6 separate regions of the Mus musculus genome follow, and regions 1, 2, 3, 4 and 6 are each linked to region 5. A link is a contact called in public Hi-C, HiChIP or PLAC-seq and promoter capture Hi-C data. All regions are on one chromosome and are shown on one strand. The core of a region is the stretch at or near the end of the contact, and the rest is flanking DNA. Distances in the headings are between cores, read along the strand shown. Region 1 holds the start of Mcl1 (myeloid cell leukemia sequence 1). Region 2 holds the start of Tars2 (threonyl-tRNA synthetase 2, mitochondrial (putative)). Region 3 holds the start of Pi4kb (phosphatidylinositol 4-kinase beta). Region 4 holds the start of Ensa (endosulfine alpha). Region 5 holds the start of Setdb1 (SET domain, bifurcated 1). Region 6 holds the start of Prpf3 (pre-mRNA processing factor 3).

Region 1 (4,426 bases), core at 859-3,358, 300 kb after region 5:
TCCCTGCCACATCCTATAAACTAGGATTTTAGATCTTCTCCTACAAATAATCATATGGTTCCCTGTCTCCTTACTTACTGTAGTTTAATGTTTATCTATTTATATCAGGCAGTGGTGGTGCATGCCTTTAATTCTAATACTTGGGAGGCAGAAGCAGGCAGATCTCTGTGAGTTCAAGGCCAGCTTGGTCTACAGAACAAGTTCCAGAGCAGCTGGGGCTACACAGAGTAACCCTGTCTCTAAAAACTGAAACAAAAATGTATAGATTTAATGCATATGTGGATGTCAGGAACAGTGGTTAGGAGCCCGTTTCTTTCCCTTCCAGCACATGGGTTCCAGGGTTTGGCAGCAATTGTCTTTACTTGCTGGACCATCATCTATCTCCCCATGTCTTTTGTTTTGAGCCTCCCAAGTTCTGGAACTGAAGGTATGCAGCCAATTTACAGGGTTTTAAACCCAAGGTTTTATGTTAGGCAAGCATTCTCCAAGTAAGCCACATTTCCAGCTTGCCACTTACTTATCTATCTATCTATCTATCTATCTATCTATCTGGTTTGAGACAGGGTCTCAACCTTTTAACCCTGGCTGATGGGCGCTTCCTATGTAGACCAAGTGTCTTAGTTTGGGTCTCTGTTGCTATGGCAAAGCACCACAACCAAAAGCAGCTTGGGAGAAAAGGGTTCATTGGGCTTAGCTTGCTTCCACATTACTGTTCATCACTGAAGGACATCAGGACAGGAACTCAAACGGGGCAGGAACCTAGAGGCAGAGGCCATGGGCAGGAGCTGCTAACTGGCTTGTTTCCCATGGCTTGCTCAGCCTGTTTTCTTACAGAACCCAGGACCGCCAGTCCATGGAATTCCAGCTTGTGTCAAGTTGATATTAAGTCTAACCAGTCCACCAAAGATCTTCACCGTTTTATATGGTGCTGGGGATCAACCCAGGACTTCTACAAGGGTAGGCAAATTCTCTACCAACTGAGTTACTCCCGTAACCATCCTTTGTTCATTTTAGACAGCAGGCTCATCATGTAGCCAAAAATGAGTTTTAAATTGAGTCTCTTGCCTCTGCCTCCCCAGGCCTGGGCAAGCTCTTCTGCCAATTGAGCTATAGGCCTAGCCACCATAAATGGCTCATATTTTAGACTTTTACTGTTTGGGGATAGGGTAGGGAGCTAGGCTCTTCTGGCAGCCAGAGGTCAACTCTGGAAAGTGGTCTCACTCCTTCATTGTTAGGTGGGTTCTGTGTATTGAACTCAGGTCTTTAGGGCTGGGTTTCAGGAGCCTTTCACCAGTTGAATCTTTCACAGGCTCCACATAAATAACCCCTTAATAGCTGTCCATGAAAAGTCATTTTGGCCAGGCAGTGTGGGGCACGCCTTTAATTCCAGCACTCGGGAGGCAGAGGCAGGAGGATTTCTGAGTTTGAGGCCAGCCTGATCTACAGAGTGAGTTCCAGTGCAGCCAGGGCTACACAGAGAAACCCTGTCTCGAAAAACAAAAAAACAAAAACAAAAAACAAAAAACAAAAAAAACCGGAACGGAAAGTCATTTTGGAACACAGGGAGTGAGGGCTCACAGTAGAAAAATGACAGAGCAGGACTCCCCCTAACTTTTAAGCAAATCAATGGTTAATATTCCTTTGTGTATGAGACTGGAGATGCCCTCCCTGGTTTGCTCTTCCAGGGTTTAACTCCCAGCACCCACCTGGAGGCAGGCACACAACCACAAATACACACAAACAAAAAAGTGTTTAAGACTGGTATGTTATAAAAACACAGCAGGTAGTGCAACGAGAAAGGCTAAGGCAGGACTGCCTAACGTTAGGACCAGCCTGGGCTATGCAGAGTTCCAGGGCAGCTTGAAATTCAAAAACCGACACAGATCAGCAGGCGTTCCCGAGCAGGAACCATTCCCCGGGAAGCCAAGCACTTGGCCAGCCGGGCTGAGAGTTGTACCGGACAAAAAAGCACAATCCGTCCGCGAGCCAAGGCCAGGTACCGCGCTCCGCCAACCGTAGCCGCGGAAGCCGCGAGAGCGCTCCGGCCGGAAGAGGCGCGGAGTGGCCGGGCCAGCCCTCCGGAAACGCCCGCCCCTTTCCCCTTTTACGGGAAGTCCTCGCCTGCGTCAGCACGGCCCTAAGGCGGCGGCAGGGAACGGCCTTCCTCACTCCTGACTTCCGCCTGCCTCCGGTCTGGAGTCGCGGCCTTCCCCGCTCCTTCCCCTCAGCCTGCGGCGTCCGACCATGTTTGGCCTGCGGAGAAACGCGGTCATCGGCTTGAACCTGTACTGCGGCGGCGCCAGCCTCGGCGCGGGCGGCGGTTCTCCGGCAGGGGCGCGCCTGGTGGCCGAGGAGGCCAAGGCGCGGCGCGAGGGGGGAGGGGAGGCCGCCCTGCTGCCCGGCGCGCGGGTGGTCGCCCGGCCGCCGCCCGTGGGCGCCGAGGACCCCGACGTCACCGCGTCGGCCGAAAGGCGGCTGCATAAGTCGCCCGGCCTCCTCGCCGTGCCGCCCGAGGAGATGGCCGCGTCGGCCGCCGCCGCCATCGTGTCTCCGGAGGAGGAACTGGACGGCTGCGAGCCGGAGGCCATCGGCAAGCGCCCGGCCGTGCTGCCCCTCCTGGAGCGCGTGAGCGAGGCGGCCAAGAGCTCCGGGGCCGACGGCTCTCTGCCCTCCACGCCGCCGCCGCCCGAGGAGGAAGAGGACGACCTATACCGCCAGTCGCTGGAGATCATCTCGCGCTACTTGCGGGAGCAGGCGACCGGCTCCAAGGACTCGAAGCCTCTGGGCGAGGCGGGCGCGGCGGGCCGGAGAGCGCTGGAGACCCTGCGGCGCGTGGGCGACGGCGTGCAGCGCAACCACGAGACGGCCTTCCAGGGTAAGCGGCGCCCGGGCCGGGCCGGGCCGTGCGGGAAGAGGGAAGAGCCGGAGCCTGGCTCTGCAACCAGAATTTTCTGGCTGTGAGTCATTGTTTCCGCCCATCTGGCTGTTGGGTTCAAAGACCGGAAAGGGTGGGATGTCACTGTCGGCGTGGGGTCTGCCTGACTGCTCTAGAGCCGGGAGAGCACGGTCCCCTCGTCGTGGGTGGGCAGAAGGGTAGTGCCCCGCTGCAGACAAAGGAGGCCATGAGGTTTCTTGCTTTTCTTCTCAGGCATGCTCCGGAAACTGGACATTAAAAACGAAGGCGATGTTAAATCTTTTTCTCGAGTAATGGTCCATGTTTTCAAAGATGGCGTAACAAACTGGGGCAGGATTGTGACTCTTATTTCTTTCGGTGCCTTTGTGGCCAAACACTTAAAGAGCGTAAACCAAGAAAGCTTCATCGAACCATTAGCAGAAACTATCACAGATGTTCTTGTAAGGACGAAACGGGACTGGCTTGTCAAACAAAGAGGCTGGGTAAGTTCGTCTTGTGATATAAAGGGACCGTGGAGTGGAAATGGGGTGCAGGATTTTGTGAAGGAGAAGGCACCTAGAGGGTTTTTACAAAGTTTCTCTCCGGTTTCAGATTTAATTTATGTATCTCTTGTTGCATGATGTTGGTCGTTGTAGGTGGTAGGTCCAGAGAAAAACTCATTATGACGGTCTTGAATTGTACCAAAAGGTCTTGTATTCTGTAGGTTGTACTTCTAATTCAGTTGGATAATCTTCAGAGCAGTGGATTCAAACCGTGAAGAAGTAAGAGTCACCTGTGATGACTAAATTACATCCCCCTCATTTTAATCAAATGGATAAGGGGTAGAGCCTGCATTTTAGAAGTTAATACCCAAATACACCAGCTCTGGTGTAAGGTGCACTCATTCTCATTAGGAAATACCCATGGGAGAAATACTACATGGGGATGGATCCAAAGAGTGGTTGGTTATGGGCCCTGCTCAGTCTGTGCAAAAATAATTGAGGTGCAATACAACTGCTGTAAGGTAACTGTTGTGTGGTTACTCACTGGAAAGAACTCCAGAAGTGTCTCTTGCATCCCAGAAGTAGGTAATTGGTTCACCATTGTTTGGGGGATATTTTAATTCACCGTTTCTCTGTATGTAGTGTTACAACAGCAGAAACCCATACTTGAAAATGTGCTTTTCTTTTTTGTTTTCTAGGATGGGTTTGTGGAGTTCTTCCACGTACAGGACCTAGAAGGCGGCATCAGAAATGTGCTGCTGGCTTTTGCGGGTGTTGCTGGAGTAGGGGCTGGTCTGGCATATCTAATAAGATAGCCTTGTGAGTGCAATAGGGGACTCTTAAAGCTCCAGCCACCAAACTACATGCATCTGTGAAAACATGTGTATTTATGAAGGTGGACTTGAAGCTGCCCAGGATTTTAACAGTCCAGTTCTACTGTAGCAACATAGCAAAAAGAAAGTGGCTACAGGATTGTGGCTAACAAGAATAAATACATGGGAAAAGTGCTCCCCCTGGAAGAGTCACTGTC
Region 2 (4,965 bases), core at 858-3,357, 400 kb after region 5:
ACAGGAATAATTAGTCTGTGATCAGTCTCCTCCCCACTTTTGAATTGAGAAAGTGAAGCAAAAGAACAATTACATTTTCCTGTTTAAAGATCACTCAGATAATTAGGCACTGTGCTCACCATATGGGAGAAACTTACCGCTTTGCCCTCTGGGGAATCAAATGTCAGAAATCTGAGGTGACAATCTGTCTCCAAGGGTCGGTCCAGATCGTAAAGTTCTCCATTTACTTCAGCAGCCACTGCAGTATCAGCCAGTGTTACACTGTAGCAGTAGGAGGGTAGTGGGAATGAAGACAGAGTTGTTACAATCCCCAGGGCAGGAGGCTGACTTTTCTCAGCAACTCTAATTTGCTGAGTGAAGTTTCCAGAGCAGTAAAGATCTGCTGTTTCTTTTCCCAATGTATCCACTACATTGGGAAGGGCAGAAATTCTGAAACTATAAAGACAAATCCTTATAAAAAAAAAGTCCTCATCCTACCCTCTATTTTAAAGACAGGTCTTGCTGTTTGGCCCAGGCTGGCCCTGAATTCTGAATCTTTGACCTCCACTTTCTGAATGCTAAGATTACAGGCCTGTAGCACTATGCTTGGCAAGAAGGACTATCTGAGCGTAGGGGTTCACACCTGCAATCTTAGCACATGGGAGACAGGGTTTCTCTGTGTATCCCTGGCTGTCCTGGAACTCACTTTGTAGACCAGGCTGGCCTCGAACTCAGAAATCCCCCTGCCTCTGCCTCTGCCTCTGCCTCCCAAGTGCTGGGACTAAAGTCGTGTGCCACCACGCCCAGCCTTTTTTTTTTTTTTTTTCTTTTAACAAGATGCTTTTCTGGGGGAGTAGGTGTGCATTCTTCCTCGGGAGTCAACAATCATGCCTTTAGAAGAGGGTCTTTCTTTGGCAAAGAGCATCGCCAGCAGGCTAGGTTGGCTGACCAGATTACACGCACATGTCACCACACCCTTTTTATTTTTAACCTGAAACTATTATTTCATTTATTTATGGGTGGGGCACACATGCTACAGTGTGTGTGTGTGTGTGGGGGGGGGGTCAGAGGACAATTTTTAGGAGTCAGTTTCCTTCCACAAATTCATATTTCAGGTCCTTATGCTTGTGTGGTAATCAATTAAATGACTGACTGACCCCCCCCCCCAACCCTAACCCCCTCCCTGCCCAAAGACTACACCTTTCTGATGGGAAACAAAGAAAAAGAAAAAATGTAGCGGGACAATGGTGGCGCATGCCTTTAATCCCAGCACTTGGGAGACAGAGGCAGGCGGATTTCTGAGTTTGAGGTCAGCCTGGTCTACAGAGTGAGTTCCAGGACAGCCAGGGCTACACAGAGAAACCCTGTCTCGAAAAACCAAAGAGAAACAAAAAGATGCTTTCATTTTCTGACCGGGTGCAGAAAAGGACAGAAAAATAATTCTTGTAGGTAGAAAGGCTGGCTTGATACCTGATCTGATGGGCCAGTTGGTAAGGGGTTGTGTTCCATGCAACAGCATCTACCTTCTGGCCTTCAGGAAGTGATATCTTAATAGCCCGGGCTTTCTTCTGTGTCATACTTGCTAACTTTTTCACGTGAGCGGTCCATAGCTCCTCAAAAAGGCCAAATCGTTCTGCCAACCAATGTGGAGGAGTTGGTGCAGAGGCCTGGAGGAAAAGGCACGTTAGGAGGTATCGCGGGCTTATTTCCACTACTCCGGAATGGGGTCGTAGGGGTTATGGGTGTTTAAGAAGCATTGGTTTTAAGGTGGAAACTGGGTGACACTAGGTCTTAATTTGGGGATTCAAAGGAACCGCACATTTCCGAGTGGGGCAGCAGGGTCCAGGAGGGGCTGGACAGCCTGCCCCCTTGGACTCCGCTGGGCTAAATGGTTGGGAGCTTGGCGTACCTCACGCACGGTGTGGAGCTCGCAGCGGCGGAACTCTGGGAGTGGGAACCCAAGCCGGCGCCACCTCAGACAGAGACCCATGCTGTCTCAAATCGGTACCTCCATGCTCCGATCACCGCTTCTTCCTCACCAGGCTCCTCATTGGCTTCTAAGTCAGTAATATCCTTTCCTATTGGATAACATAGCCGCCATTCCGGCCGGGCACCACCCCCAGGAACTCCGCTGAGGTAGAACCCACACAGCAGCAGCCGCTCTGGGAAAGGTTCCGGTTGACCGGAAAGTGGAAGCTGTTGCACACACCTGCAGTCTGGGTTCCCAAAGTGACAAGAAGGCATCCAACTTTGAGGACAGGGCATACCTCCTGGGGCAAGAATGAGAGAAAAACAGGAAGTGGAAGTTAGTCATTTTCCTTTAATTATAAAATTTATTAAACATTCTTAAAGCTGACAAGAAACAAGTACAGACACTGGAACTAAACATTTAGTGTAAATCCTGGATCTGGCATTAAGTAGTTTTTTTTTTTTTAAGTAAACTTTCTGTAATCTCGATTTTTTAATCTATAAAACAAGAATAAAAATATATGTTCCATTCTGAAGGTACATTTTGTGTAAATTGCTCATCTCGGTGCTTGGTATATGATAATTAGCACCAGCAGCAAGACACTGGTTTTGTTGTTGTTTTTGTTCTCTTTTTCCCCTAGGCTGTCCTGGAACTCACTCTGTAGACCAGGCTGGCCTAGCACTCAGAAATCCACCAGCCTCTGCCTCCCGAGTGCTGGGATAAAAGGCGTGCACGCCCACTGCCCGGCTTGCAAGACACTGTTATTACCACTGAATGTAACAACTCTAAGACTATCTTGGTGGTCATTCCTTTGCAGTCGTGGTGGAGGGACTTTAGAGACCTCTTAATGTCACAGATGTGGAATTTAATCAATCAATCATTATTGCGTGTGTGTGAAGAATCTTTGAAGGCGTGGGCGGCACAGTTTTGTAGGTCACATGCTACCTTTCTGTGGCCACTTCTGTCCTTTCACTTTACATGGGTCTTAGGGGTCAAAGTCACGTTGCCAGGCTTGGGCAGTAAGTACCTGTTATCTGCTGAGCCATCTTACAGGTCTCAGATGTGGAATTCAAAGATTACAGAAGGTAGTTTAAGGTAAAAAACATGCGTGCCGATGAATCTGCAGTGTGCACTCTTCCAGCATACCTTGTTCTTTCCATAGTTTATTTCCAATAGACTCCCTGACCATCTTAGAGACATCCAACATCTTGTTCTCTGTTCCTTACATAAGCCTTTGGTCTCTCATCAGCACCCCACCTTCATCTTTCTTTATTCTTTCTTTGATCTCTCTCCATTAAATCTCAGATGCAGGGCTAGACATATTAGCTTTACACAGTAAAAACAGAAACACGGTCAGATGTGTGGAGAAGCATAAAGGGAAATGAACTTATTAGCACCCTTATTAACTCAAGTAGTCCCTCACCTGGGGGTGGGGACACTTAGTCCATTCCCAGATTGCAGTGGTGATGGGATCATGGGGTCTTGTGGAAGAGTTGTCAGAACAAGCTGCTTAACCTAGGCTTCCAAAGCCCAATGTTCGTTCTGCCTGAGGAGGGCAGCTGACTTGAGTCATAGGCCACTCTGGGGCTCCATCTTCTGATATGTTAGACATCCTGAAATACAAAGAAAGAGACAAGGCTGTGGGGAGGAAGATAGTGTGTGTGTGTTCTTGTGGTCAGAGTGCAACATTCACAAAAAATGGCAATGGCAGACCTAGATTTTTTTGTGGCACTATAACAGAGGCAGGGTAGCGTCATACTGCAGACAACAATCTAGGAGGTGCTCAATAAATATATGTTAAATATGTACTGATCATGTAGTGACTGTAAATTTCAAAAGGTAGAGATTTTTGTCACTACTTTTTAAATTATTCTACAGTGTCCTTTTGTTAGGATCACAGGGAGATACCACCCGGGAATGACAGCTTCTTACACGCATCCTTTAACATTTACTATGTGCAATGCACTGGGCTAATGCTGACCAGCTACCAACATCACGCAACCTGCAGTGGAAGGAATGTTGTGTTATTCCCTCACCCACTGTAGCAAGCCAGGTATCTAAGGCCAATACATACTTGTTCTCCTTGAACATGCCTTGGCTTCAGGAGATATTAAGCTTTTAGTCTACCTGGAAAACACCTCTGCAACTTTCTTGCTCACCCCACTCTTGCCTGCCAGGATCCCGAGATGTGGCACTATTTCACAATTCCATCTTATTCCAAGAACAACTCTGTCAGTAGTGTTCTTATGTTCCCTTTAAACCCTGGAAAATTATCTCAAGGCCAAGTCCTAGTCTGTCCAAGCCACAGCCTGGGTTGCTCAGAGTCACATCACTTCTCTAAGGCCAGACTCATAATGGGTCATGCTTGCTAACATGCATTTCTTTCCTTTTCCTTCCTGAAGCACATGGCCCAGACACTTGTGCCCACAGGACTTTTAGAGTGAAGTACTTTCAAGAAAAAAATCAAGAAATGTGGTGTTTCCTAACTTGTTCCTACAGACTAGCTACAGACACTGAGTAAATGAGGTCCACAGGAGGAGAAGGAAGTCTGCAATAAAGGGCGCCCCAAATCCTTAATTAAAATAAAGCAACTTCTCAGGTTTCTTCTACTTTTAGACCAGGCATCCTCACTTGGTCAAAGTTTTGGTTAAGATATTAATTTTAGGGGCCAGGCGTGGTGGCACATGCCTTTAATCCCAGCACCTGGGAGGCAGAGGCAGGCAGATTTCTGAGTTCGAGGCCAGACTGGTCTACACAGAGAAACCCTGTCTCAAAAAACCAAAAAAAAAAAAAAAAAAAAAAGATTCATTTTATAGGTTTAAGCTACTTGTAACTATCTCCAATGGATACTTTTCATTTTATCAGGATCAGTACATAGTCCCAAATTCATTTTAGCTATTAGAACCAAATTCTGCTTACTAGCACCCAAAATGTGAAAAATTGTTGCCACTTTTCCCAAGGGACATTGGGGCTCAGAGTCTCAGAAATGGTAACTTTGCCACTCTTACAGCTCCAGT
Region 3 (4,402 bases), core at 1,527-4,026, 380 kb before region 5:
AAAAGCTGCGATGTATGTAGTAATGAGTAAACCAAACACCCAGACTCTCCAGATAAAAGCAGGAAGACAGAGCCACAAATGCAAAGACATTTATGACTGAGCTGACAGGATTTCTCTGTGTAGCCCTGGCTATCCTGGACTCATTCTGTAGACCAGGCTGGTCTCGAACTCAGAAATTCACCTGCCTCTGCCTCCCAAGTGCTGGGATTAAAGGTGTGCACCACCACCACCTGGCCAGAAATTTTGAAGTAGACTTTTTACTTACCTATGATTTAATTCTATGTCGGTATGTAAATGAGGGAATGGCCTCATGTGATTAAGAATTACCATTGGCGGGCTGGTGAGATGGCTCAGTGGGTAAGAGCACCCGACTGCTCTTCCGAAGGTCCGAAGTTCAAATCCCAGCAACCACATGGTGGCTCACAACCACCCGTAATGAGACCTGATGCCCTCTTCTGGAGTGTCTGAAGACAGCTACAGTGTACTTAGATATAATAAATAAATAAATCTTAAAAAAAAAGAAAAAAAGAAAAAAAGAATTACCATTGGCTGGGCTTTGGTGGCGCATGCCTTTAATCCCAACACTTGGGAGGCAGAGACAGTAGAATCTCTTGAGTTTGAGGCCAGCCTGGTCTACATAGTGGGTTCCAGGACAGCCAGGGCAATGTAGAGAGATATCTTGTCTCCAAATAAACAAAGCCTACTTTTGCAGCACCATGGAATCCCAGGTCTTGGAGGAACCTGTAACATTTTAAACTCTAGGCTACCACAAGGTCACCACCTCTTGATACAGCTGGTTGGAAGCTAGCCAAGAACTGTGGGTCCTATCAAGTGGAATGGGGATCACCTAGCCGAGACCCACAGGGACAGAGTGAAACTCTCTTTGGCACCCTGTCGCTCTTCTTTGCTTATCTTCCATCACTGCCCCTCACCCCCAGCCTAGTTTATCTGTTTGCCCTGTCCTGATGATCGGAAAAGATTCCCATTTCTATTATTCAGCACACATTGTCTTCTTCCCTCTCAGAATGTTCTTTCCCTTTTATCCCACTGTATACTAGGTTCTGCCTTGCAATATTCACAAAAAGTCTTCCACTGTCCACCATATACTATGCAGCCAGGCCTTCTGTGCAGATTTAACAAGGGTCTGCCCCTTGCCTCCAGCAAACAAGAACTCCATTTGTTCTACTTCTGTGCCTGCTGCAGATTTTATGCAGGCATTTCAAGCTGTAGCTTCAAAATAAATTTAAAAAGTAAAATCTCAATCTTACCTCTATGAATGTTTTTCTGTCGTGTATGTATGTATCCAGTACCCACAGAGGTCAGAAGATGGCATTGGACCCCCTGGGAGTGAACCGGGGTCCTCTGCAAGAGCAACAGTACTAAACCACTGAGCCAAATTCTCAGCCCTTTGTCTTCAGCTTTAGCTTTTTATCTGCCTCCCAGTTAAATACGGAAGCAGGGGCATGGTTCACTCACCATTTGTCTGTTTCAATAACAGACATGTAGTACTATAACCCATACTTTCTTGATCCCCTCCCCCAAACCTTAGAAAATGTTATTACATCAGATACTACTGTTGTTAATGTAGTGCTATAATAATATTGTCAATATTATTATACAGAAGTTGAGGGTTAGTCCAGCTTGGGGGCATGTGGATATATTCCCACATGTTCCACAGGCCAGTGGCTTGAGCCAAGGAATATCACAAGCAGCCTGGGAAAAATAGACTGTCTCTAAAAAGGGAAAGAGGATAGGAAGGAAGCTAGAGAAGAAAGGGAAAGAAAAAAAAAGGAAACAAAGATCTCAAATCAGCTTATAAGTGCAATGAAGATGTCACCCAAGAGCTAGGCTCAACCCGTAGAATATTAAGAACCTACCCGCCTGCAGTGGTGGCACACGTCTTTAGGCGTAGCACTTGGGAAGCAGAGGTCGACAGATTTCTAAGTTCAAGGCCAGCCTGGTCTACACAGTGAGTTCCAGGACAGCCAGGGCTACACAGAGAAACCCTGTCAAACAAACCTACCCTTACAAGGGGCCTAAGATACTAAGAAAAGTCCCAGGAAAAGCGTTGGGACAGTGATTGTGGGGGGGGGGGGAGGGGTCTATGAGGCCTGTCTCACATGATTTTGTAGCCTTCGGAAAAGGAATAAGCCAAACTTTTGTCATTTCACTCACTTTTCCTAAGCTGGCTTGTCCAGCCTCTGTTAAGGCTTTGGCAGCTGGGGTGACCTTGGAAGCAGCACCTTGTCCCAGAGTGATGGTGCGAAACAGTGAAAGATTGAGGCGGTTGGACTGGGCCATTCCTGAAGCTATAGGGGCAAACTCATGGCATCATCCTTAAAGATGAGTAGGAAGAGGGAAATGAAGGTGATTGTACTCCTTTTTTCGTCCCTTCTCTTTCTTGTCTGTTTTCTGGCCCTCCTGCATGGGTCCTACCGGCTGACTTACGAAAGAAATCCCGTAGGATAGGAGAGGGAGAAAAAAGCCACTGGTGGCAGTTACGGTAACTCAGTGGTTTACGCAAATGAATAGTTTATATATAATTTGCATGTTCATACACTTTTGGAAGTACATAAAATATCGGTACCTCCACGTCCCTCCACTGATCTTACCCACGCTACTTCCCTCTCGGCTTCCTTAGTAAAGCCTGTCTCTTAGGCCCGCCCTCAAACACAGGGCCCGCCTTCCCCCGTAAGCCCCTCCTCCCTGCCCCCCCTCCCTAGCTTCCAAAAGCTCTTCCCCGCCCCCTTTTCCTTTCTGAACAGGCGTGAGTCGGGCAGCTCACTCGACTCAGATTACGATGGCATCAGTAGTGTCCTGACACCGGGAAGCAGGAAAGCAATCTCCCGGAAGAAAGGCTCGGGCCCAGGGGACTCTTACATCGGAACCCGCCAAGGAATTGTTATTTTGTGTCCTGCTAGTGGGGTCCGGTCCAACTTGAAGTTGCGTGAAGGCCCCTTCAGGCGGCGCCGCGGGCAGCCCCGCAGCCGGGGCCTGGAGCAGCCGCCGCGGCCGCTGTCAGGGAAGCGCAGGCGGCCAATGGAACCCGGGAGCGGCCGCTGCTGCTGAGGCGGCGGTGTCGGCAGTCCGACCCCGACCGCCTGCACCCCCTCCGCGAGGGTTCCCCGGAGGTAAGCGGCTCCTCCCCCGTGAGTCGCCTTTGCCTGTGTGTGTGTGTGGGGGGGTCCTTCTGCCACCCTGTCCCGCCCAGCCTACCGCGACCTGGGTTCGACTACAAAACTGCCCCCCTGGTGGCAGCTGCACCCCGAGGTCCTTCACCCTTTCCTCTCGGGCCCGGGGTAGTCTTCTCTGCTTTCTGGCTTCCTCTTCAGTTTAGCCCCTCCCTCTGCCCCGTGGATTCCACCTCCCCACCAGCAGGACACACACTTCGTACCTCTGTTGCCTCTGTTCCGTAACTATCTTCCTAAGTCGTGAACCTTTTCCACATTTGACCCCTTCTACAATATCATCCATGTTTGCCTTCCTCGCCGTTTGTGTTTCTGCTCACAAGCCTCTTCCATGGACTCCGCCTTTATCCCTTTTCCTATTTTGCCCCACTCTTCCGAGTCTGTGCAATCTCAGCACAGAGTTCTCATTTCCCTCAGCTACAGATTGTATCCCTCTCTTCTGCTTCCAATTCCATGACCTCACCATGACCCACTCCCCCAGCTCCTGACTTCCAAGAATTGCCTATTCCCTTCTCCTTAAAGGATCTCAGACTACTGTCATCATACCCAGATACCATCCACTTTGACCTTAGTCCTCAACCCCTCTCTAGGGTGCCTGATGATACCTGAAGCTGTCTTTGGCTTCTCTTTCCCCTTTCTCAATCTCCAGCCCTCTGGAGGGCTTCCCGTAGGAGAAAGCTCTGCCGTGAACACCCCTACAGATAGTGATTTCCAACTTTTGACATTCTCTCCAGGGATTTCCAACTTTTGACATTCTCTCCAGGATTCGGCTGATGTTTGTCTCCCTCGGCTCTGTTTTCCCTGTGGTCTTTAAGTGTTCTCTATCATGCCTTTTATCTCCACATATGATTTCAGATCAGCTAAAGCTTGAACTAAGAAGATGTGAGAGGATGGGGAGCCACAGTTGTCTCAAGCTTTTCTGGACAGATGTGTGTTTCTGAAGGATGAAGCAACTTTTAAAGAAGTCTATCAATCAGATTACATTTTGTTGAGTGTTTAAGAGCAACCACTAGGAAAGATGCTCAGAAACTGAGCATGGAAACTGAATGAAGTTGTGAGAAATTTTGCTTTAGATTACTTTAGGATTTCTGTTAGATCACAGAATCTCCTACTCCTGTCTAGACCTAAGAGGAACCATTATTTTCCTGACTGAAGCTTAGTGGACTACTGTTGGTTAGTTTCATAAGCATTTGGACCTAAGGTGAAGTTGTGTT
Region 4 (4,611 bases), core at 1,185-3,684, 270 kb after region 5:
TGCCCGCCACCCTGCGCCGCAGCCGTCCCGAGACCGGCAGGCCTCGGCCCAAAGGTCCAGAGGGTGAGCGACCTGCAAGATTCACAAGAGGGGAGGCTGACAGAGACACCTACAGAAGGAGCGCTGTGCCCCCTGGAGCTGACAAGAAAACTGAGGCTGGGGCTGGCTCGGCCACTGAGTTCCAGTTTAGAGGCGGCTTTGGTCGTGGACGTGGTCAGCCACCTCAGTGAAGTTGGAGTTTATGTTGTATTGAATAAACTTTAAAGAAAAAAAAAAAAAAAGCTCACAACAATCAGAACAGGTACAGTGTACTCATATACATAAAATAAATCTTTTTTAAAAAAGACTTGAACCCCACCCAGTATTTGGGAGGCAGAGGCAAGCAGATCTCCATGATTGTGAGGTCAGTCTGGTCTACAGAGTAAGTTCCAGCAACAGCCAAAACTGTTACATGGAAAAACCAAAAAGGAGAGGAGGAGGAGGAGGAGGAGGAGGAGGAGGAGGAGGAAGAGGAGGAACAGGAGGAGGAGGAGATGATGAGATAATGGCTTAATTTGAAAGGCGGAGGCTGCCCTATGTGTGTATTCATATAAAAGTAATACAGTCCTATCTACTTGATAGATGCTCAAGAACTACTCTATTTCTTTGGTTGCCTTTCGTTTTTGAGACAGGGTTGCACTGTGTAGTCTTGGTTTGCTTCACACTCGAGATACTGTTTCAGCGTCCTTTGTGGGAGTATTATAGACAGGAACCATCACACAGGTTAAGAACTATTATTGAACTATGGCTTTGTTTACATTAGCTGGTATTTAATATGTGTTAAATGTTTACCATGTGCCTAGAACTACCATCTTAAACTCAAGAAATTATGTCTCCACAGAGTGACCCTTAACTGTTAGCATCCTGTCTAAGCTCCACCCCACAGTTACCTGGCAACAGCCAGGAAGGCCTGACCCACTATAAAAGGTGCTGTTTGCCCCTCTAGGTCTCTTGCCCTCTTGGTCTCTTGCTCTTCCCTCTGTCTCCTTGTCCTTCCCCATTCCTTTCCCCCCTTTCCCACGTGCTCACGGCTGCCTCTACTTTTATAATTCTCTACTCTCTCTGCCTTTCTCTACCTCTACTACCCTCTCTCTTGACTCCCCTCCCCATGCCCTGAATATACTCTATTCTATAGTCCTGTGGCTGGTCCCTCAGGGGGCAGGGATGCCTTAGCATGGGCCTGCTGAGGTACCCCCTTCTCCCATACCTCACTGTTGGTATTCTGTCTGGACTCCACCCCCCACAGTTACCTAGCAACAGCCTGGTAGGCCTGGCCCACTATAAAAGGGGCTGCTTGCCCCCTCCTCTCTCTCTTACTTTTGCCTCTTACCCTTTAGTTCCCCCTCTTCCCCCTCTCTCCCCATTCCCTTCTCCTTTCTCTCCATGTGGCCATGGGCTACTTTCTCCCTCTCTCTGCCTTTCTCTGCCTCTACTACCTTCTCTCTCTCTCTCTCTCTCTCTCTCTCTCTCTCTCTCTCTCTCTCTCTGGTTTGTTTGTTTGTTTGTTTGTTTGTTTGTTTTCGAGACAGGGTTTCTCTGTATAACCCTGGCTGTCCTGGAACTCACTCTGTAGACCAGGCTGGCCTCGAACTCAGAAATCCGCCTGCCTCTGCCTCCTGGGTGCTGGGATTCCACCATGCCCGGTTCACTACTACCCTCTCTCTTAACTCCCCTCCCTATACCCTGAATAAACTCTATTCTATACTATACCGTCATGTGGCTGGTCCCTCAGGGGGCAGGGATGCCTTGGCATGGGCCTGAGGCACCCCCTTACCCCATACCTCACCACACCCCCATAGAACATAACCTTATACTTCTCTATATTTCTATAATCACAACACTCACCACAACTCCATAGAACATATCTCCCTTTATGTTTTTATAAATACATCATTAACAGTTATAATTGCCTACATAAGGACTAAAGTGTGAATGAAAACCTTACAAGAAAACTCAAGTCTCCTACAAGCTAGCACTGAGTCCTGGAAAACTGCTGAATATCAGTTTGTCTTCCAATTTTAATTTTTGGTCGTGGGTAACTTGTTCTAACACCGCTCAAGGCTTGAGCCTTTGCACCAGAGAATAAAGGATTTCTATGTTAACCCGGCTCGGATGCAACATTCAGCGACTTGCCCAGGATCTGGCTAATAAACTGAACACAGCTTCAGCCCACCCAAGAAGCAAAAATACCAAAGCTTGCTGTCCTGCCCCTAAGGTCCATGCAGGCTTTTAATTGGTTCTGTGGCTCACTCTCTTTCCCGGTTGGTGTTCTAGCTTGCCTGTCGCTCTAAAGAATCCGCCCACCTCCGGCCAACGCTTATTGGTGTGTCGTTACATCATTGCCCCGTCAAGCCCACTCTCATTGGCTCTCATAGGAGGGGGCGGTCTCAACGTCACGGGCTTGAGCCGCCATTTTGACTGAGCAACCATAGTGACAGGAGCCGGAGCAGCAGCTCAGGTTGTCCCCGTTTCCCCTCCCCCTTCCCTTTTCCGGCTGACTTCCCGGGCCCTGCATTACACAGTCCCGGTTCTGCCATGTCCCAGAAACAAGAAGAAGAAAACCCTGCGGAGGAGACCGGCGAGGAGAAGCAGGTGAGGAGAAGGGGGGACCGGGGGTGGCCGCGCGGGCGGAATACGCCCCCGCTGCCGCTGATTGGCCGCCTCTGCCTCAGGCTGTACAGGGGTTGGCCACTACTAATGTCGCGCAGGCTGCATTTCGGCGCGGCCTAGTGCCCTGATGTCGATTAGTCAAGCCGATTGTCAATCTGTGGGCTCCCCTTTCTTATTGGCCAGTAGGCCTCTATTCAGTTCATGGAAGCCGTTCTATAATTGGGCGAGCTCTGGCGTGGGCGGGTGTTTGGAAAGATGAGGCGAATGAAAGGGGGCTGGATGGTGGTCCAGAGCTGTAAATGAGATGTTTGATTAGTAAAGATAAATACCAGACTGGAGCTCATCCTTCATCCACAGCAAGATAGAGGTCAAAGTGAAGACATTTAAAATGAACCAGCATTGGGGGAGGGGAAAAGAGTAATTATTACCATGGGGTAAGTTCAGGTGGCAACTTCCTTAGACCTGTTTGGTAGGGATGGTTTGTTGTTCACCGTCAGTGACTTATAGATCCGCTCGAATTTCTCCGCAGTGGGATGTGGTCCACCCACCATCGCATTATGAAAACACTAGTGCCAAACCCCTTCTTCGACACCATATTTGAGTTACTTAACACTGAGCTCAGGGACTCATTAAATACACTTAGTGTTATCTCTGACCCTGTTTGTCAAGTGAAAATACACTAGCCAGGAGATGGTGGCGCACGCCTTTAATCCCAGCACTTGGAAGGCAGAGGCAGGCAGATCTCTTGAGTTCTGAGTTCAAGACCAACCTAATATACACCAAGAACCCCTCTCTCAGAAAATATAAAAATAAAAACAACAAGAAAAACTAATGGCATGTTGATTTCTGTTTTCAAGTATATTACTCTGGTAAATATCTTTAGAATAAGCCACATGCCTAGCGTCCTCCACAGTGAGACCATATTGCTTCTTAGAGTGTGAATGAGGAGGGAGCCTCTCAGCAGACAAAAGCTCCCCTGACCTGTAGGACAGCCAGGAACTCTAGTAGTTCCTTTTTTATCTTTCCTGAGTGAGCTCTGGCTTGCTCTATGGTTCAAGTATCATGTTGAGATACTACCTTTAACCTAGTGTTCACAGGTCACGGGTGATTCCTTGAGTGTAATATAAGAACTAACTTGTTTTTCTTTGCTTGATACAGTTATCTTGAGCTTAGGCATTTGAACAAAGGTCTAGCTTTTAAGAGTAGAGGAGCAGGAAAGATTGGTTAGGAACACTCATTGCAGAGCACCTGGGTTTAGTTCCCAGCCCATGGTAGCTCACAACCATGTACAGTTCAGTCTAGGAAACCGGGCCCAGACTGAACTCAGGGCACTGGGCATCCATGTGGTACACAGCCATAGCCATACGAGTCTGCAGAATACATGCACATAAAATAAATAAATCCTTAAATAATACACACACTCAACAGAACAGAGTGTAGATAGCATAATTACAAACAGGTAGACCTCTAAGAAAATTTGATAATACAAAGGTTATCAGATATTAGAAGTCATTGTTTTTCAGCCATTAATTTCACTTGGCGTGTTTTCTTCAGGATACACAGGAGAAAGAAGGGATTCTCCCTGAGAAAGCTGAGGAGGCAAAGCTAAAGGCCAAATATCCAAGCCTAGGACAAAAGCCTGGAGGCTCCGACTTCCTCATGAAGAGACTCCAGAAAGGGGTATGGGACACCCTTATACTGTGGCACCTTGGATGAAGTCCGTAGACATTCTACTGCATGTTTTTCTGTAGCTTTGGTTATTTAGCAGTAGTAAAGATAAATTAGAAACTTGGAAAGAGAAAAGCAAATTATGTGAATCTCTGCAATGATGTTACTTCCCTTCTAACTATAGGAAATGAAGGATTAATGGTGGGCATTTGGGTAGGTGGCAGATGGGGACTGAAGGAAGGATATTAGATACAGAACACCCAAATAGTTCAACTTGCAATAAGGTTCTTTAGT
Region 5 (4,693 bases), core at 688-3,187:
TCCACCTGCTGTTACAAAAGTCCTAATATCTGATATTTATTATCTATGTGGCTTTGGGAACTAAGAAGACAGCTTTAAATATCAACTTCATTTTGCTGGGTGCTGTGAAACATCCCTTTAATCTCACCACTGGAGAAACAAAGGCAGATGGGTCTCTATGAGTCCAGCTCAATATGGTTTATATGGTGAGTTCTAGGGCAGCCAATTCTACGTAAAGAGACTTTGTATCAAAAATGGATGAACGAATGAAACCCCAATCAACTCAACAAGCATAAGCTAGGATCATTTCATTGCAGCTCTTAGGAGGCAAAAGTCGGCAGATCTCTGCAAGTTGCAGGCCAGCAAGATTTAGGTATTGGGATTCTGTCTCAGAAAAACAGAAAAGACAGCAACTCTACAATCTTCACTTTCTGGGGATCTTAGGAAGGAAGTTCAGTCCAGGAGGAAGAGAAGGGAATTCAAGCCTTTAACCTAACTACTGCTGATCACATAGCAGCTACCCACAGGGAAAAAGTGTTCTGTTGCAACTCTGCATTACAAACTCAGAGGAAGAGTAAGGCCCCACCTGACTGAAGTCGCCAAAGTATAAAGTGCTTAGGACAATGACAACAACAGTCACTCCAAGGAGGACACAGATGGACATTTACTTCTGCTTCCTGGAATCCCTACCTGGATGCATCATCAAACAGCCGATCAACATAAGCCACTTCAGACTCTTTCTGTAGTACCCACGTCTCCAGCTCTGCGAGCTGCTTCTTGCGCTGCTGTATGCAGTCCATCTTTTCCAGTTCCTCATCAATGTACTGACGAAGTTCCTCCATAGAGATACCCAGCTCTTCAACCACCGCCTGCTGCAGCTCAGCAATCTCTGCAGAGTCAGCTGCAGCTGGCGCTGCAGCCAAACTCATGCACCCAGGGAGGGAGGACATGCTTTGGCCCTGTGCAGGATGAACAAGAAGCGAAAACAACTCTAACCGAGGCTCACACCATTTCTGTCTCATAATCAAAAGCCTGCAAACTCTGTTCTCTCCCCTCCTCCTCCACAAGGCGATCTGGAGATTTCCCGGGGAGCCTCATCTTCTCACACAGACCCAAGCTCTGGGTAACAACTAAGAGCGGGGAGACCCTGGAGAACTCCAACACGCACCAGGGAGCTAGCTAAAACAAGGTTTCAGGAAACCGAAGAGTGCTTATCGACCAAGGAAGATACTTCTGGGAGCTACTTGTTCCTTAATTGGCTCTGTCACTACACCGAGTCTAACCGAGGCACCGGCGGCTGGAGACAGGTGAGCCGCAATGAACTAATTCCACCCGGGTTGTTTAGTCCTCCTTTTCCTCGCGGCTCTTTGCTTTCCCGTGGCAAGGTGGCTTTTAAAACCTCCTAGGGCCATGCAAGAGGGCAGCTGCACAAGGGATGGGCTTCCCGGCTGCACCAGGCCCTGGGAGTCTGCGACCAGCAAAGAAGAAAAGGGACGAAGAGAGGAAAAGTCGGACATCCCTACGTGATCAGAGCAAAAGCTTGAAGCCATGGCGACCACCCAGCAGCCACACTCGGAATAACGCGCACAGGCGCTTGGCCGCCCGGGCCACGCAGAACCGCAGCAGCCTCCAGCCTGCCGCCCTCCTGCTTTCCCGCGCCTCATCGACGCACCGCCTCACCCACGCACCGCCTCGCGCCCACCCGCAGCCGCCGCCTCAGGCCCGCCCGCCCCCGGCTCGCTCCTCTCCCGCCAAGTTCCCACACACAGCCCCAGCCTCGCACCAGCCAAGCCTCCCAGGTCCACCTCGGCCTCAGCGCACCTCAGTCCGTCCTCCCCACAACTCTGGCGCCCGACCGCAAGGGCCGCGTCTCACAACCCCGACCCCAGGTTTTACTCCAGGGCTCCGCCTTGCCAAACCCAGGCAAACTGAAGGAGAGACGGCGGGGGAGGGGAAACAGCGTGAGGAGGCAGGAGGGGGCGGGGAGCAAACCGACGGTCCGGAAGCAATAGGGAGCGTCCTTCCGGCCTCTCCGACGGTAGCCCGAAGGGACCAAATTTATTGCATAGCGCTGCGGTACAGGGGTTATGGGAATTTAAGGAGAGTATGCATGTGTGAAGTAGGGCATTTCCAGATAAGGGGCTAGTTGGACAAAGCAGGTATTTTCCGGAGTCATTTATGGAAGCTCTTCCCCTACAGGTGGCCAATATAGTTGATTATTGTTTTAATTTGAAGATTTTTTTTAGTAATAAAATTAATTTTTTAGCAAAATTAATGAGTGTTCATATAGGAAATAAGAAAAATACAAATAAACAACAACAAAAAACTCATCATTTTATCACTGAGATTGTGTAGTTTTCATCTTTCACAAGATTAAGGTTTTTTGTTTTTTGAGGTTTTTTTTTGTTTTTGTTTTGTTTTGTTTTTGTTTTGTTTTGTTTTTTTGTTTTTTTTTTTTGTTTTTTTTGTTTTTTTTTTTTGAGACAGGGTTTCTCTGTATAGCCCTGGCTGTCCTGGAACTCTCTCTGTAGCCCAGGCTGACCTCGAACTCAGAAATCTGCCTGCCTCTGCCTCCTAAGTGCTGGGATTAAAGGTGTGCACCACCACTGCCCAGCTCTCATTTCTTTCTTTGCTTCTTTCTGCCTACTCATCTTTGAATGCCATTACTTTCACAGCAGATCTGGCCAATCTCCCAGCACTGCTCACACCCCTCTAGCCTAAGAACAGCCTTACAAATAAACTGCCAAACTCAAGTACACTGTCTTCTTCCACTGTCCTCCCATAACCCTGCCTGCAAGGGTAAAGGAAGCTGAAACACAGAAATAAAGAGCAGACTCAAGAAGTGTTTTGTTGTGGTAGTTTTAACATGGGGTCGTGCTTTGTAATCTTGGATGGTCTGGCACTTGCTATGTAGACTGTGCAAAGATCTACCGGCCTCTGTTTTCTACCTGTTGGGATTAACCTGTGAGCCACCATGTCCTGCAAGGTATCTATATAAAATATATTTTTCTGTACACCTGTGTGTCTGTGTATGCATATGTGCCCATAAGTGCAAGTTGGCCTCAAAAGCCCGAAGAGAATACTGGATTCTATGGAACTGCAGTTACAGACAGTTGCCATCCAACATAGGCACTAAAATTCAAACTCAAAATAATCTGGAAAACAATAAGTGTTCTTAAATACGAAATCATTTTCCAGCCCTTGTGTGTGTTTGTGTGTGTCTTTAAGGAATCCAAAACATTTGGGCAGCCATGGCCCTCGTGTTCTTGGCAACAGAGCCCAAAAAACCGGTCCCGGAGTTTACTTACACAGCAGAGGACTTAGCCCTCATTTTCAAAGATTCCAGTCATCAGTTCAACAAAAATAAGAGACTGTGGTACACCTCTGGGGGAGAGAAAATCCTGCCACAAAGACAAGCAGAGGCTATGATCAAACAGATGCACCAGTGGACTCACCTAGGGGTAAACAAGCTTATCCAGACATTCTCCAAGACTAAGTACCATGTACCAGGGTTAAAACACCTTGTGGAGCAGGTGGTGCACAAGTGTGTGCCCTGCAAAAGTCAATGTCTACTGCACTATGGTGCATCCAGGGAAGAGGTACCCGGGAGACAGACCTGGCACCTACATGGAGGTAGACTTTACTGAGGTATGACCTGGAAAATATGTATATAAATACCTTCTGGCTTTTGTGGATACGTTCTCAAGATGGGTAGAAGCTTTTCCCTGTAAAAATGAGACTGATCAGATGGTCATTAAGGTTATTGAAGCCGGGCAATGGTGGTGCATGCCTTTAATTCCCACACTCGGGAAGCAGAGGCAGGCAGATTTCTGAGTACGAGGCCAGCCTGGTTTACAGAGTGAGTTCCAGCACAGCCAGGGCTACACAGAGAAATCCTGTATCGAACCCCCCACCCGAAGAAGGAAAAGGAGAAGAAGAAGAAGAAGAAGAAGAAGAAGAAGAAGAAGAAGAAGAAGAAGAAGAAGAAGAAGAAGAAGAAGAAGAAAATTTTCCAAGGTTCAGAGTGCCAAAAGGCCAAAAGCAATAGTGTCAGATAATGGTCCTGCCTTTGTTGCCCAGGTAAGTCAGGGCATGCCCAAATATTTAGAGGTCGAATGGAAATTATTGTGTGTACAGACCTCAAAGCTCAGGACAGGTAAAAAGGATAAATAGAACCCTAAAAGAGACCTTGACAAAAGTAACCATGGAGACTGGCACAGACTGGGTGGTGCTCCCCCCTTCATTTAGAACCAGAAATACTCTCTCTTGATTCAGTCTTACTCCTTTTGAGATCCTTTATGGGGCTCCCACACTCCGCACTGTCTTAAATGATGTGATTGAACACACATGTTGTTGTAATAATTATCTGTATGCTAGGTTAAAAGACTTGCAGGTGAGGCAGAAGGAAGTCTGGTTACAACTGGCTGCAGCAAAGATCTGGGTACCCCAAAGACATCTCACCAGTTCCAGGTCGGAGATCTGATTGATCTAAGTGCATCTGCATTGCAGCCAGACCCTCAAGCCTTGCTGGAAGGGTCCCTATCTAGACTTGCTTACTACCCCTTCTTATCCTGTTTCTGCTCTTAACCTTTGGCCCATGCATCCTTAATCGCTTGTTATTAAATTCAAGTACAAGTTTTGATGCTCAGACAACAATACCAGCAGCTGCAACAAAGTGAGACATCATTTCAGGATTGAGATATACCAGAGAAAA
Region 6 (5,083 bases), core at 1,619-4,118, 500 kb after region 5:
TATGAATCGTACTATAAATACCCGATATACATGATATCTGATATTTGACTCCTGTGGCGTCACTACCCACAGCTGGAGAGCTGCTGATGTAGAGGAAATAGACTCATAAGTCTTAGGCCATCCTCAGCTAGTGAGCTGGAAGCCAGACTGGGCTCCATGAGACCCTGTCTTTTAAATAAAAAAGGGGGAGGAGGGAGTGGTGCACACTGTTAACCCCTGCACTCAGGAGGCAGAGGATGGTGGATCTCTAAGGAGTTCCAAGTCAGACACAACTACACAGGAGACCTTGTCTCAAAACAAGCAAATAACAAAAGGAGAAGGGGGCTAGCACCACCTTTCCTTTAATGCTCCTAACAGGGACAACCTGGGGAAGTTCAAATCAGTGTTTGGAATCACTATACGTCAGAAGAGTGAGAGAGGTACACACCAGCCGCCTTCTTTTTGTCCATGCCCTTCCCCACACAGTTCAAGGCTGCAGTGACCACTGTGGGCTCTGAGAAGCCCAGCACTCTCTTCACCGTCTTCTCTATCCATGGCTTCAGCTCATCCAGCTCCCGCTTAGACAGCGCCATTTCGGAGAAAATGGAGAATGAGAGCTCCAATGGGACAAAAAAACTACACCTAAAAGAAACCAAGCAAGAGTCAGAGAAAAGGAAAACAAAACAATCAAGATAATAGCATAATAAGAGTGCTTTTCCCCATTCCTATTTTCAACCCCAAGCACATCTCTCCACTTCATATGAAGGGAAATACATTCCCTAAAACCAAGCTTCAAAACAGAAGGAAGGGGTCCATTAGTTTTTGTTTTTGTTTTTTTTTTTTTTTGAGATACGGTCTTACAATGTAGCTCATACAGAACTCAACACTTGGCAACTCTCCTGTCTCCACTTGCCCAGTGAGAAATTCTAGGAGCATACAACCATGCCCCACTCATTTGATATTTTAATTCTAACTCAGCATCAGTCATCATTGCTATCTAAAGAATGAACAAACTAGGAATAACGTAATCTGAGGAATGGGTTCTAACTCTGACCCTGTCACACAAAAGACTGGCAAACAGAACATCTGAAGAGTCAATCTAGAAGTCAACTTCTGCTCTGGAAGCCATTCTCTAACCTAACTTTGACCTAAAACTTGTCTAACGGATTCAAAGAAGAGGGTTTATTCAAGTCAGTCCTCCTGTGTTAAATCTCATAATCCTTAAGAATGCTGTCACCTTTCTCTGTAGTTTTATTCATGCTGGTAAGTATTCTATACACCAACATGATTTTTTTATTACTTAACACAGTTGGAGAAAAATTTCAACACTATTCATGCTTACATTTGGGTAATCTTAAATCTCAACATCTTCACCAGCATAAAGATAACTTAATTTCTGATTTTCTTCCTAATGGCTGCATGTCAATCTATTGACTGCACCGACCTCAACTTCCCATAAGACCTCCTCTTAGCACTGCCATGCATCTTAGTATGATCTGGGAATTACTCTTTCAAGATGTTTAAAGACATCTAAAAAATGCAACCTCAGAATGATCATACAAGCCTGTGATCCCAGCACAAGGGGAATCAGGAGTTCAAGTCCAGCCTTGGCTACAGAGTTCAACATCACCGGTGGCTACATGAGACCTTGTCATAAAAAAAAAAAAAAAAAAAAAAAGATGCAGTCTAATTAGCTCCTACATTCTTGACAGATTTCTCTCTCATAAGATCTGTCAATACACAGTATTTAATACATCTGAATGAATCTGGAAGGCTGTTTCTCAGTGACAACTTTTATGAATAATCCTGGGATAGCTTTTTTGGGCCATCATGAGATAGCAGTATACTGCCTATCAAAAAGAAAGCAACCACAGGCACTAAAAGTGGAGAAGAAAGCCCATTTAAGATAGAATATAGTAAGCACCACCATTCATAAGCCCTTAGGAAAGCAAGTTAATTCCCGAGAGCCTCAGTATACTTATCTTAGAAAATGAGACATCTGGTATAACACTCCATTCAATAAATACTTAAGTTACTATTTCTTGTCAAGCAGAATACTTACTGCATGTAAGGACACACACAGCAGTGAACAAAACAGCCAAGAATCCTCATGTTAATGGGACTTACAACCCACTACAATTGAATAATAGGCTAGAAAGTTTAAGCAATTTTCAAAATCCAGAGTAATAGGTGAAGCATATTAAGCATATTGGATGTAAGCTCAAGAAATATACTAACAAATGGATGTCTTCAAATTCGACCCGAATGTGCAAACGAAACAGTCAATGGATAAGAAAGTTTCAGTCAGTAGAGTTGTCACTAACCAGATGTTCAACTCTAATAGCGAGGGGGCGTCAGCGTCGGTGGGGGGCTGGGGGGTGGAGGGGAAGGGGAAGGGGAAGGGGAGGGAGGCAGAACGCTGTCTTCTGAATGAGCAGGTAGCAGAATCTCATCTTCCGAAGGGATTCCTTACTTTTCTACGCTACAAGCCCCTGGAACCCCATGCTCCGGTCTTTGCTATCTTCCCACCTGGCCCCGGCCCCACCGAGTCCGCGCTAACTCCTCACCTCAGGGCAGGTTTGCCCACCCTGCTGCTTCCCGCCCCCGCCCTTTGCCTTCAGCCAGCCCATTCTGACTTCTTCCCCGGACAGAACCAGGGAGTCCTCCCAGCCTGCTTCCCGCCGAGCACTCCCGCCCTGTCCAGCCGCTCGCACCGAAGGCTACAGCCTTTCGGGCGCGGGGCCACTACTCACCTCACAAACTTCAGCCCCTGAGACGGAGCCCGAACGTTACACCGGAACCGGAAACCTTCCGGTTGCCCTACGGCCCGCCGTCGCTACCGCCACACACCGCCACGCTGCGGTCCCTACGGCACGTGACTACGGAAGGCGGGGCCTCAGCTGCGCAGCCGCGGTATCAAGGTGCCGGCCGCGGGGCGCACGCGCCGCGGGATCCTAAAGCCTAGTCCGCGGGTTGTCCCGGAGCGATGCCAACGTTAGTTCGGGCATTATTTCCCGGAGCAGAAATCGGTTGGCATCACATTCCCTCGGGTCCAAAGAGTTAGTGCGCTAAGATTATCACTTAGAACTAAAAGCAAGGACGTCCACATTCGTACTCAAAGTGTCCTTTCTAGTTTAAAAAAAAAAAAATTGTGATCTCTAGCATTAGCTGCCCTCCCTTAACTTTGCCTCCCTAATTTAAAATCGATACCAGAGACCAGGCAACAAAAAAGAACAGATTCAGAGCTATCCCCTGGCTTCCCATTCGCCAATGAAACACCAAAACCTGCCTCACTTCCTAACCTCTAGGGATAACAGTATTCCAATTGCTAGCTCAGCCTCAGAAACCAGACTACTTTCTCGCTTGTCGCTTTCTGCCTTGCATGGCTCTTTACTAAGAAAACTACAAGATTTGCACTCCACTCTACTTCGGGTTTGTGCTCAAATTAGCCTTAGAGAAGCCTTTCTGGCCGCCCTATTTAATTTTGATACTTGACGCTCTAGAGTCCCACTTTTTTTTTCTTTTTTCTTTTTTTTTTCCTTATTGTACTTGTAGTATCATCTACCGTATTCATAAAAGTTAACTTAGGCTTTGTACTAGTCAGGGTTCTCTAGAGTCATAGAACTTATGGGTAGTCTCTGTATAGTAAGGGGATTTGTTGATGACTTACAGTCTGTAGTCCAAGTCCCAACAATGGGCAGCAGCAGCTATGAAAGGAAGTTCAAGGATCTAGCAGTTGCTCAGTCCCACAAGACAAGCAGGTGGAGAAGAGAGAGAGAATCTTCCTTCTTCCAATGTCCTTATGTAGGTCTCCAGCAGAAGGTGTGGCCCAGATGAAAGGTGTGTGCCACCAAGCCTTCAACTCAAAGATCCCCCAGTCTTAATTTTCTGGAATTTATAGCCACTATGCCTCAAGATCTCCGTGCCAAGATCCAGGTCAGAAATTGTATATCTCAGCCTCCAGATTAGGATCACAGGTGAGCCTTCCAATTCTGAATTGTAGTTCATTCCAAATATAGTCAAGTAGATAACCAGGAATAGCCACCACACGCTTAGTGCTTATACTTACAGTAACACTCATACAATTAAGTACTTAATAAATACTTGTCTACCATGGCAAGTTCCCCACTACACATCCCCCAAATAAAATGTAAAACTTTTTTTTTTTTTTTTTTTTTTTTTTTAAGGAATGGCAGTTCCTCTGGGAAAGGTGGGGGTAGTGGATAGAGGTTAGATAAGGGACATCAAATGCAGTTAGGTAAGAGAAAGTACTTCTGGGACTGGAGAGATGGCTCAGTGGTTAAGAGCACTGACTGCTCTTCCAGAGGTCCTGAGTTCAATTCCCAGCAACCACATAGTGGCTCTGTAATGGGATCTGATGCCCTCTTTTGGTGTGTCTGAAGACAGCTACAGTGTGCTCGTATAAATAAAATAAGTTTATCTTTAAAAAAAAAAAAAAGCCGGGCAGTGGTGAGAAACCCTGTCTCGAAAAACCAAAAAAAAAAAAAAAAAGAGAGAGAGAGAGAAAGTACTTCTGGTAGTCTATAGCATGTGCCACTATGCCCAACTTTAACTCATTTTTATGCTCATGAATATCCAATTTCCTGATACTATTATTTGCTTTGTTTGAGGCAGAGTCTCACGTAGCCCAGGCTGGCCTCAAACTCACTATGCAGATGATCTTGAACTCCTGATATTCTCACTTCCATCTCTTAAATTCTGAGATTACAGGCCTGAACCACCAAACCAAGCTCTCAGGCTGTCCTTTCCCTGTTTGAATAGTTTTGGCAGTTTTGGCAAAACTCAGATGAAGGCCTGCTCTGTAGGTAGAGGTGTTTTACAACGGCACCAGTTTGCTTCCAGGATCCCCTAAGGCAGCAGGAGAAAATTGACTCCTTGGAGTTGTTTTCAGGATTCCACAGGCACATAAACACAGAAGACCAGAACTTGGGATTCAGCTCAGTAGTATAGTACTTGTCTAGCATGCTTCAGACCCTGGGTCTGATGTCAGCACTGCAATAACATCAACTATCTGACATATATGAGTTTACTTTGTACTCTTCTATCCATCCACATCTGCCCCTATCAAAACATCTATATTTCC

Evidence for each region. Promoter capture Hi-C pulls out the DNA fragments that hold promoters and counts their contacts. Hi-C and Micro-C count contacts between places; a contact is called where the count stands out from the background. HiChIP or PLAC-seq counts read pairs in DNA pulled down with a chosen protein or histone mark. Capture Hi-C pulls out chosen DNA fragments and counts their contacts.
Region 1: an H3K27ac HiChIP or PLAC-seq map of microglia shows a contact between it and region 5, with 5 times the contacts expected there. The contact joins the promoter of Mcl1 here to the promoter of Setdb1 in region 5. A contact is called at or near these places in 1 of 39 promoter capture datasets (hippocampal neurons), 1 of 484 Hi-C or Micro-C datasets (embryonic stem cells), 4 of 115 datasets of contacts at active chromatin or transcription factors (effector CD8 T cells, embryonic stem cells, microglia and 1 more) and 1 of 9 other capture datasets (pancreatic islet).
Region 2: a promoter capture Hi-C map of erythroid cells shows a contact between it and region 5, with 6 times the contacts expected there. The contact joins the promoter of Tars2 here to the promoter of Setdb1 in region 5. A contact is called at or near these places in 5 of 39 promoter capture datasets (embryonic stem cells, erythroid cells, liver and 2 more), 1 of 15 datasets of contacts at CTCF or cohesin (large pre-B cells), 4 of 484 Hi-C or Micro-C datasets (CD8 T cells, embryonic stem cells and epidermal suprabasal cells), 5 of 115 datasets of contacts at active chromatin or transcription factors (embryonic stem cells, large pre-B cells, microglia and 2 more) and 1 of 9 other capture datasets (adipose tissue).
Region 3: a FOXA1 HiChIP or PLAC-seq map of pancreatic cancer cells shows a contact between it and region 5. The contact joins the promoter of Pi4kb here to the promoter of Setdb1 in region 5. A contact is called at or near these places in 2 of 115 datasets of contacts at active chromatin or transcription factors (embryonic stem cells and pancreatic cancer cells).
Region 4: a contact with region 5 is called in a Hi-C map of adipose-derived mesenchymal stem cells, with 3 times the contacts expected there. The contact joins the promoter of Ensa here to the promoter of Setdb1 in region 5. A contact is called at or near these places in 3 of 39 promoter capture datasets (hippocampal neurons and liver), 5 of 484 Hi-C or Micro-C datasets (B cells, adipose-derived mesenchymal stem cells, cerebral cortex and 2 more) and 2 of 115 datasets of contacts at active chromatin or transcription factors (PVALB interneurons and bone marrow-derived macrophages).
Region 6: a contact with region 5 is called in a promoter capture Hi-C map of adipose tissue, with 2.8 times the contacts expected there. The contact joins the promoter of Prpf3 here to the promoter of Setdb1 in region 5. A contact is called at or near these places in 3 of 39 promoter capture datasets (erythroid cells, hippocampal neurons and liver), 10 of 484 Hi-C or Micro-C datasets (CD4 T cells, CD8 T cells, embryonic stem cells and 5 more), 2 of 115 datasets of contacts at active chromatin or transcription factors (embryonic limb bud and embryonic stem cells) and 3 of 9 other capture datasets (adipose tissue, liver and pancreatic islet).

The regions. Positions count from the first base shown.
Region 1 is chr3:95,656,613-95,661,038 of GRCm38.p6, forward strand. Mcl1 (myeloid cell leukemia sequence 1) reads left to right here and starts at 2,109. Exons shown (of 3, transcript NM_008562.3): 1 at 2,109-2,875; 2 at 3,149-3,396; 3 at 4,095-4,426. The coding sequence starts at 2,245. The coding sequence ends at 4,211.
Region 2 is chr3:95,752,870-95,757,834 of GRCm38.p6, forward strand. Tars2 (threonyl-tRNA synthetase 2, mitochondrial (putative)) reads right to left here and starts at 2,108. Exons shown (of 18, transcript NM_027931.3): 1 at 1,889-2,108; 2 at 1,450-1,646; 3 at 138-261. The coding sequence starts at 1,969.
Region 3 is chr3:94,971,955-94,976,356 of GRCm38.p6, forward strand. It overlaps Pi4kb (phosphatidylinositol 4-kinase beta), which reads left to right and starts at 2,777. Exons shown (of 11, transcript NM_175356.3): 1 at 2,777-3,131. B230398E01Rik (a long non-coding RNA gene) reads right to left here. Exons shown (of 4, transcript XR_003954666.1): 2 at 3,395-4,402.
Region 4 is chr3:95,622,546-95,627,156 of GRCm38.p6, forward strand. It overlaps Ensa (endosulfine alpha), which reads left to right and starts at 2,435. Exons shown (of 4, transcript NM_019561.2): 1 at 2,435-2,631; 2 at 4,204-4,329. The coding sequence starts at 2,575. It also overlaps the pseudogene Rps10-ps1.
Region 5 is chr3:95,355,265-95,359,957 of GRCm38.p6, forward strand. It overlaps Setdb1 (SET domain, bifurcated 1), which reads right to left and starts at 1,938. Exons shown (of 22, transcript NM_018877.3): 1 at 1,801-1,938; 2 at 670-938. The coding sequence starts at 929.
Region 6 is chr3:95,853,017-95,858,099 of GRCm38.p6, forward strand. Prpf3 (pre-mRNA processing factor 3) reads right to left here and starts at 2,869. Exons shown (of 16, transcript NM_001316751.2): 1 at 2,733-2,869; 2 at 428-621. The coding sequence starts at 572.